Regions from separate parts of the Zea mays genome. Here all the other regions are linked to region 3. The links are chromatin contacts, called in public Hi-C maps. All regions are on one chromosome and are shown on one strand. The core of a region is the stretch at or near the end of the contact, and the rest is flanking DNA. Distances in the headings are between cores, read along the strand shown. Region 1 holds the start of LOC100275489. Region 2 holds the start of LOC109942419 (homeobox-leucine zipper protein ROC8). Region 3 has its middle 130 kb from the start of LOC118473268.

The links. Hi-C and Micro-C count contacts between places; a contact is called where the count stands out from the background.
Region 1: a Hi-C map of tassel shows a contact between it and region 3, with 3 times the contacts expected there. The contact joins the promoter of LOC100275489 here to the enhancer-like site in region 3. A contact is called at or near these places in 6 of 25 Hi-C or Micro-C datasets (bundle sheath, ear, endosperm and 2 more) and 1 of 3 datasets of contacts at active chromatin or transcription factors (leaf).
Region 2: a contact with region 3 is called in a Hi-C map of ear, with 5 times the contacts expected there. The contact joins the promoter of LOC109942419 here to the enhancer-like site in region 3. A contact is called at or near these places in 9 of 25 Hi-C or Micro-C datasets (bundle sheath, ear, leaf and 2 more) and 1 of 3 datasets of contacts at active chromatin or transcription factors (leaf).

What each region holds. Positions count from the first base shown.
Region 1 is chr9:10,677,770-10,680,469 of Zm-B73-REFERENCE-NAM-5.0, reverse strand. It overlaps LOC100275489, which reads left to right and starts at 1,412. Exons shown (of 3, transcript NM_001149551.2): 1 at 1,412-1,727; 2 at 1,830-1,915; 3 at 2,603-2,700. The coding sequence starts at 1,515.
Region 2 is chr9:10,317,915-10,320,614 of Zm-B73-REFERENCE-NAM-5.0, reverse strand. LOC109942419 (homeobox-leucine zipper protein ROC8) reads right to left here and starts at 1,436. Exons shown (of 11, transcript XM_020544401.3): 1 at 1,091-1,436; 2 at 720-897; 3 at 439-556; 4 at 116-301. The coding sequence starts at 814.
Region 3 is chr9:10,480,314-10,483,013 of Zm-B73-REFERENCE-NAM-5.0, reverse strand. No RefSeq gene overlaps it. Among protein-coding and RNA genes, the nearest start is that of LOC118473268, 130 kb to the right of the region's middle. Within about 2 kb of position 1,308, at least 16 of the 20 cell types and tissues checked have an H3K27ac peak or open chromatin away from gene starts, as enhancers often do. A contact at or near this core is called in bundle sheath, ear, leaf and 1 more, where this site is marked.

The DNA of each region.
Region 1 (2,700 bases), core at 163-2,662, 200 kb before region 3:
AACACATAAAAAAAAGGACGGTGATGACCATAAGTGCTGAACATAACAAAATAAAGAAGAAGAAAAAACAAAAAATATGTGCTTAAAGCAAAGGTATAAAACTAAGATATTTCGTTTTTTTTGCCGATCAAAAATGCGATTGAGTGCAGATTTATGATAAGTATTTCCTACTATAAAAGAGAAGAAGGGTTTAGCCTACTATAGAGAGAAGAATTTAAAAGTTTAAAAATGGTTACTTAAATGCCGCTAGATGCACTGATTCTAGCAAGCTGTTCGATCGTGCCGGCGATTTGAGAGCTGTGTCTAAGTGTCTTACCGAATGGCTCGAAGCTGTTCTTCATCCTAATATGCTTCGATGATCTGCGAGCTGTTCGTGCTGAATGCTTTCTGACTCTGTAGCATGTCAATGGGCCCAAGGAGCAGTGTGCCTCAGGCCTCAGCCCACGAAGGGCCTCTTCTGCGCAGCTCCTTAATTTGGCCCATATCGTCCGCTCCTCCTCCCTCGTGCCGTGCGGCATTGGCAAATGGCAGGTATTCACGCTGTACTTGGGAGTCTGGGACGGAGAGATGCCAGTTCGCAACGCAAGCACCAGAGCGGCAATCTTGCCGTGTTCCGTGCCCTCCTTCGGCTCGATCCGTTAGCCCAGCCATGCAAACTGTGCAAATCTGGACGGATCCAGATCCAGCCGCGCCATGGGTCGAGCGAGCCTGCTAGCACCGGGACGGAAATGCCCCCCACGACGCGGCGGCGTCTATATATGGGGCGCCAACTGACCGTCCAGTGCCCGCCCGGCGAGTCGAAATGATCCGTCGTCGTCACTGCCACTGGGCTTCTTCCTTTCCTCCCTGCTGCCCAAAAGCTGGACGCGTCGACCACACATGCTCCCCCCTGACAGCGCCCCAACCTTCGCTTTACTCCCCTGTTCGCCCCCGCCCCCCCAGTACTTCGCCACTGCTCCGTCTGACTAAACCACCGCCCCCGCCCCACCCCTGATCTGACTGTTTCTCCAACTCATGCGGCTTTGTTTGGATAATCTAGTCTAGTATTCAAAACGCTGTGTGATTTCTGTTAAAAAACGGCGAATAAATTTCGCCAAGCTTTAACATGCGCCGCAGCTCCAGGCCGTCCGCCTCCGGTTCCTGCCTGATCCGAGGGCCCGGGCGACGGCGTCCGGTGCTCGCTGTTGCGGGGCGCGCGCATCGCATGTCTTGCCCGCCCGGCTAAGCCAAGGCCAAGCCAGCAGGCAGCAGGCAGTGCCGAAAACTGCACCGTCTAGCACTATTCTAAAACTCATCACTGCATCTGCATCCCCATAAATAAATGCGGAAGCATGAGGGAGGCGGCATAAAAGGCAAGGCGGAACCAAAAGCCCTCGCACTTTAATTTGCACCATCCCCCCCAAATCTCCATCTCCATCTCCACTCCACCCTTACCCGGCTGCCTGCCCCTCCCCTCTCTCCTCTCTCTCTCTCTCTCCCATCCAGGCCTCCTCTCCCCTCTCTGCCTGTCGCCCATGAGGATCAGGCGGCGGCCGCAGCCCGCCGCCTCAGATCTGGCCGCATCCACCGCGCCGCAGATCCCGCCGCCGAATGCCGCGAGGAACCGCGGGTGGCTGCTGGCAGGCGAGGGCGAGGGCGAGGACGAGGATCGCGAGGCCAGGATGCTGCGTGCGAGCGCGGATCTCGCGCACGAATCTGGAGCCAGCAGGCGCATGGCATTGCCGCAGGTATGTCTGTGTGTTTCCAAGGACCGGGTTCATGGAGGAGATGGTGACTAGCTAGATCTAGCTGAGGCCGTTGTTGCTCTCCCGTGGCTGCCGACTCCGCAGGACGACAATGCGGCGGCCGTGCTGGTGGTGGATCGCGGCGGCAGGAGCTTGGGCGCACCGCGTGGCGCTGCTGATGGCCGCATGAGGTACGCGGATTATATATAAGCAGCTGCACACGGAAAGAAGAGAGAATGGTAGCAACTTTGCTAATTCTGACGGCACGATAGGTTCTCCTGCTTTTGATCTCCTTCCTCAGTACCTGCTCAGCTGTACTGTTCCATAGTGTGCGATGCGATGCCATGCCATGCCAGCTTGACCCATGAGGTAGGGAGGGAGGGAGTCCATGGGTCGATCCAGTTTTATTTTAGTGCACCACCTGTCCTCCCCACTGCAGTCAGCCAGTGTCAGACAAAACACCCCTGTAGCTGTAGTGTAGTGTAGTGTAGTGTGGGCACGTCCTCCCATGGCCATGACCATGACCATGATCCATCCGGCGCATGACATGATTCCTGCTCTGCTCCCCTAGCCCATGCCCATGCCCCCATGCCGACGGCCGGCCGACCCCTCTTGGCTTTGGTCGCTGCTCGACACTTTGGGGGTGCTGCCTACTTGTTGTCGATCACAGCGAAGCCTATTAGCAGCGCCTAGCGGTCTTGGTTGCACTTGCATTGCACCCACGCGTGATCTCGCCCGCGCGGCACACGTTACCACCACCACCACCAGAACTGAACTATTCATTCATATCAATAACATTACTTACCTACGTCTTGTCTACGTGGCTCGCATTGGAATCACCACTCCCGTACGGGCGGACATGTGTTTGCGCTCTGCAGAATCAGTGCGGTGAACGGCTACGATCCGGCGGCGGCGGCGGTGAAGGCGGAGGCGGAGGCACGACGGGAGACGAGCAACGGCTCCGTGCATCCCGCCG
Region 2 (2,700 bases), core at 187-2,686, 160 kb after region 3:
AAGCGCATCACTCAGAGACGTAAAAGATGCAGCAATACACGGAGAGTGAAACGGACAGACCGGCGACGAGACGACGTCGCCGGAGACAGCGCGTGGTTGTCAGCTCATGGTTCACCTCTTCCTTGAGGCGGGCGTTCTCCATGCGGAGCTTCTGCTCGTCGAAGAAGTCCTCGGCGACGGGCGGGCCGCCGCAGCTGGGGCAGATGACGTTCTTGAGCGCCTCGCGCATGGTGATGTTCTCGCACCGGATCTTGTCGTTCTCCGCGCGCAGGAAGCAGTTGTCCGCGCGCTCGTGCTGCGCCTGCAGCTCGCACAAGGCCGCCGTCATCCATCAGGAACCCGTGGAAAACAAGCCGACAGAAGGTCGAAATGAAACACGGCGACCTCGTGAATGAAAAGAAGAAAAGAATCAAAGCGGCTGGGACACTCGGTGGGTACCTTCATCTGGGTGCGGCGGTTCTGGAACCAGAACTTGATCTGGCGCGGCTCCAGGCCGAGCTCCCGGCTGAGCGCGGCGCGCTGGTTCTCGTCGGGGTGCGGGCACTCCTTGAACATCCTGCGGTCACCGGCGAACACGCACCATTACATTCCTTTCCGTCAATTCATCAAGACTCACGACGACGCCGGCCGTCAACAACCACGAGGGCGGTGGCCGGACCGGACAGAACGAAGAAACAGCAAAAGAAATGGAAACAAAACGAAACGAGAGAGAACCGTACGCCTCGAGCTGCTGAATCTGGCGCGGGGTGTGGCGGTGGTACCGCTTCCGCTGGCGCTGGCTGTCGGAGCCCTCAGGTTCGTCGCCGAAATCCATTGCCGGCTGGCTGAAGGCTAGCCACACCCACCTACTGCCACCAACCTTCTCTTCTCCCTCTTGCTCGCTCCCTCGCTCTACAGCTGTAGGTGGAGGAGGAGAGATCTCTTAGCTGTGACGCTGCAGTGACTTCTGAGGCCCTGGCCCCCCCTCTGCTCCTATTTATACACGACGACGATGAGCAGGCCGGGCAAGACAGCGCCGGGGTGCGTGGTAGCCGCTTTCCAACTCGAGACGAACGCTGCAGAATAGGCAGGATATCGCGAAAGGCGAAACCTTGGATCCAGCCATGCTTCACGCCATTTCTCCCCCTCCGCTAGCTTCCACCTGGTTTCCTTCCTTGCGACCCTCCTCCGTCCCGGCCCGTCTCTCTCTCTATCGCTCCCCCGTTTCCACGGCAACAGTTACACCTGCAAGCTCCCTCGCCGTCTCTCTGTCTCTCTTCGGTCCTCCCCGACCGCGCTCCTTGGTCTATGAACTGTTGGTTCCTGCCAATCTTTCTTCCTCCTGCTCTGGCAGGCGAGGGAGAGTGGTGTGAGGAAGCAGGAGCTGCAGTAGTAACCGGTGCGAGCGAATTAAGGGCCGAGGTTTTTAAGCAGGGCAGGGCGCCCGGCGAGGCCATGACTGCTCTCTCTTTCTCTCTCTACAGTCCCTCTGTTGGGTTTGGATGGGAACAGCTGGAGCCATTTAAGGCCAAACGGGTCGGGTCTGCATGCTGCATTTCCTCGTCTGATTCCCATTCCCCCCCTCCCAGTCCCACTCCACCCGCAGACCTCTCCACGGCTGAATGAATGATAAATTCGTATTCGTATTCTATTTTTCAAAAACAAATTCTTATAAATAGTTGACGACTTGTTTTATATAAAGTGGCGGGTGTAGAATGTCTCAGATTCTTGCACAATTAATTTGGAATCAGTCATAAGTCGATCGGTTAATTCACACAATATGTTTTGTTTTTATCCATATGGGCACATGTATAATCTGTAACGTTAACATGCAAATCCGTGTAATGATTAGATCTCGTAACGCAAATATTGTCTTTATCCGTGTCGGCACCTAATCCTATAACGTAAAATTGCACGTACGTATATTGCATGGAAATTTAACAACGTAACGTAAATAATTTACAAAATCATGTGATGTTTGGACCGTGTGACGCAAATTTGCACCTATATTGTCTTCATCCGTGTGGACACGTAATCAACGTTTCATGTGTTATATGGAAAGTTAATCCTGTAGTGCAAAATTCGCAAATTTGTGCATACACCTAATCTGCTAGCTGGTAACGACGTTAAATATACACGTCTTACTCGTTATCTGGGTGTCTAATCTCTAATCCTATAACGTTATTTGCACGTAGCATGTAGTGCTTCTTTTGCTTCAAAACTTAACGTGTGTGAATCAGGCAAAACCCGTTCTCAGCTGATTAAATGTTCCACTAGACCACTATTATGTTTTGGTGCTTTCGTTCGAGCGGGAAATATACACATTTGAAGCCTGCATGCGGTGCTTCCTACTGATTAACATGATGTGTGAATTCGATTATATGCGTGCATGGTCAAAATGCCCCATCGTTCTCATATAACATATATTTTCCATTCAGGCAAACTTCTGTAACATAAATTTTGAACATGCAATGGTTCATACTTGCTAATAGGCATCTGTTAACAAATTGTTATTGCAATATTGTTTAAGGTTGCGAGTTATTTTGTAATCTAAATTTGATGCAACATGCTCAAACTTTAATCGGTTATCGAAATGCTATATTAGTTATCGAAATGAACATCAATGTTTTATTCTTACCATCAAGAGAAGTTCGTATTTGAGAGGAATTTCTATGAATTTGAATGTATATGCTCTCTATTTGAGACAATTTTGCATTAAAT
Region 3 (2,700 bases), core at 59-2,558:
GTATAAATAGCCCCCCATTCAAGCAACTAGCTATTGGCACTCCACTTAGCTTTCATAGGTGCACCAGACATGTCAAAGTGCATACCAACTTCCTGCACCAAACATGTCCGGTGTAGCTCAAATGACTAGTTCCAGAAACTAGATTGTACTATACTTGTATCTACTGTTTTTATTTGGTGCCTCATCAGACATGTTCGATGAGTATTCCACTCGAATGTACAACTTGTAGATCTTTTTGAGTTTATTGTCCTGTGAGTACTCAGCCTCCCACACTCAATTTGCCTCCCACACTCAATTTGTAACCTCTCTGGGTACCCTGTTAGGTGACATGTTCAATGCTACACCGGACATGTCTAGTGAGTGTTAATCTTCCAACACTCATCTATATAGATCTCTAGATGTCTTGTTTATGCACCATGTCCTGGGAACACCGGACATGATAGTGTTGGCTCTGTTCTAAATAGGGAAATACCTTGTCTGGTGCCCCTGCAGCGACACCATCTCGCGTGTTTCAACCATTTTTGAGTTGGATTTGATCTCAAACTTCTCATGGGCTATCACATGATTATTTAGCACTAGTTTTCATAAGTGTGCATCACTACTCTACACAAATACTTATCTAAGTTAAGGCATCCATCCATGCCTCCCTCGCTAACTTGGCCGGCTTCTTTGGAATTTGGATCACAAACTCAACACCTACTCGGTAGAGAGCCTGTTTGACAAAATGGGGTGTGGTTAATTCACATCCTGCTCGAACTATCTCTTGATTGTTGCTGGCCTGGTTTGGACCCTTTGATGTAACAAAAATAAGATGGTGATTACGAAATAAAATTTCCTAACAGCACGTCAGCCACCATATATGATGCTATATCCTTTTTAGGGGCGGATCCACACCCCGGGCCACCCGGTCCGTGGCCAGGGGCTTGATCTATGTAACTTTATATAAGTATCTATTTATACGGTATAAAATAGTTAAGATAAAATGTAGAGAAAGAAATGAACATACTAGACTTTGTTGGAAGAAATCCTGGATGCCGTGAAGAGTTGGCTACGTGAGCTTCAGCCGGTTGCGGGAGAATGCTCTGCCATTGGAGTGATCTGTGAGAAGGTGGTCCAGTCTTATGCAAGTTTGATGTGAGTGTTTGTCCCCGTAGTCTGGTTCTGAGTGTGAGAGTTGTGCTGTTAGTTGTCATCTGGCATCCCCACCAGACTTTCCTTTTGTTTCCTGCTTCCCAGCGAGGAGCACTGTCCTCTCTTGCTTTGAGTGATGTAAAACACGCTGGACATATTTGCTTTCTCAAAAGCAGAGCTGGAGGCCCAGGAGAAGGCGGGCGGGGTGTGCGCGGGCCGAGCCCGTCAGACGCGTGATCTTTGAAGGCTCCCGCGACTTGCTTGCTGCATCTGCGCTGCGCATGTAAAGCAGTAATTGTGGGTGTGTGTTCTTGGAGCTCGATCGAAGTTGTGTCATATGTAGCTTCGCTAACAAGGAAGTAAATAGCTCGCAAGAGATCTCTCCTCCTTCCCTATTAACAACGAACAAAAAAAAATCAGTCGTCAATTTTTCCATGGAACGTGTCGCATCAAGATTCATTGCTGCTGCTGCTGAGGTTATGCCTTTCATTTAATACACTAGCTAGCAAGGTCAGTGTCACATCTGCTAGCTAGCTAGTCCGCCAGCACTTGATCCTCGTCACCAGCACCTAACCATGGCGCGCCGAAGGGTCATTAGTACGTCGTGTACTGCCCAACTAAGGCTCGTGACAACGACATTAATTTGGATCAACGCCGCAAATATGATTAGTACATCGAAGCAGAGTGCCACTGCCACTGATCAACAGGTCTTGCCAAAAAGTAGCACTTATTAGAAAGGTATATCGCGGGGGTGTTTTTCCGGCCTCCTAAACTTTATTGAGTGACTTAAATAGGTCTCTTGCAAATATGATTTGAAGGGACTAAATTTGGATTAAATTTTAGTCCCTAAAATTTTTAGAAGGGTGGCTAGAGGAACCAAACGCCCTCTGGAAATGCAACCGTTGTATATTTTTTGATTAACCCACTACTACTACTACTTAGGGGGTGTTTGGTTTCTAGGGACTAATTTTTAGTCCCTACATTTTATTCCACTTTAGTTACAACATTATCAAATATAGAAACTATAACTCTATTTTAGTTTCTATATTTGTCAATTTATATACTAAAATGGAACAAAATGAAGGGACTAAACATTAGTCCCTAGAAACCAAACACCCCTTTAGTCGATATGCACATGAAAATCATATCGTATCGTATCCATATATATACAGCTAGATTGTTGACCAAACTGAACAAAATCTAATTTTAGGGCAATCATCATCGGATCTCCATTCTCCAAAGACATGCATGCACACATATTTGCAATCAACGACTGCATATCATTGAACCAAATCATATCCTTACGCTCTACGGCATCATGTCCGCGTTAGTAGTGAGCTGAGCAGTGCGAGAGACCGATCGATCGCTGTGCTCTCGCGCCGTACCGCCGCGCGTCAAGAGAGACGACCGGCCGGCCACACCCACACACATTATTAACGGCGAGTCATCCGGCGGCGATCCCGTCGCTGATTCGCACAAACACGCATAATGGCCGTGCATGCTAGCTATATGATATACTGCAGGAGATGAATCTCTACAATAACCACACGTCGCTTCTCATTGGCTCCG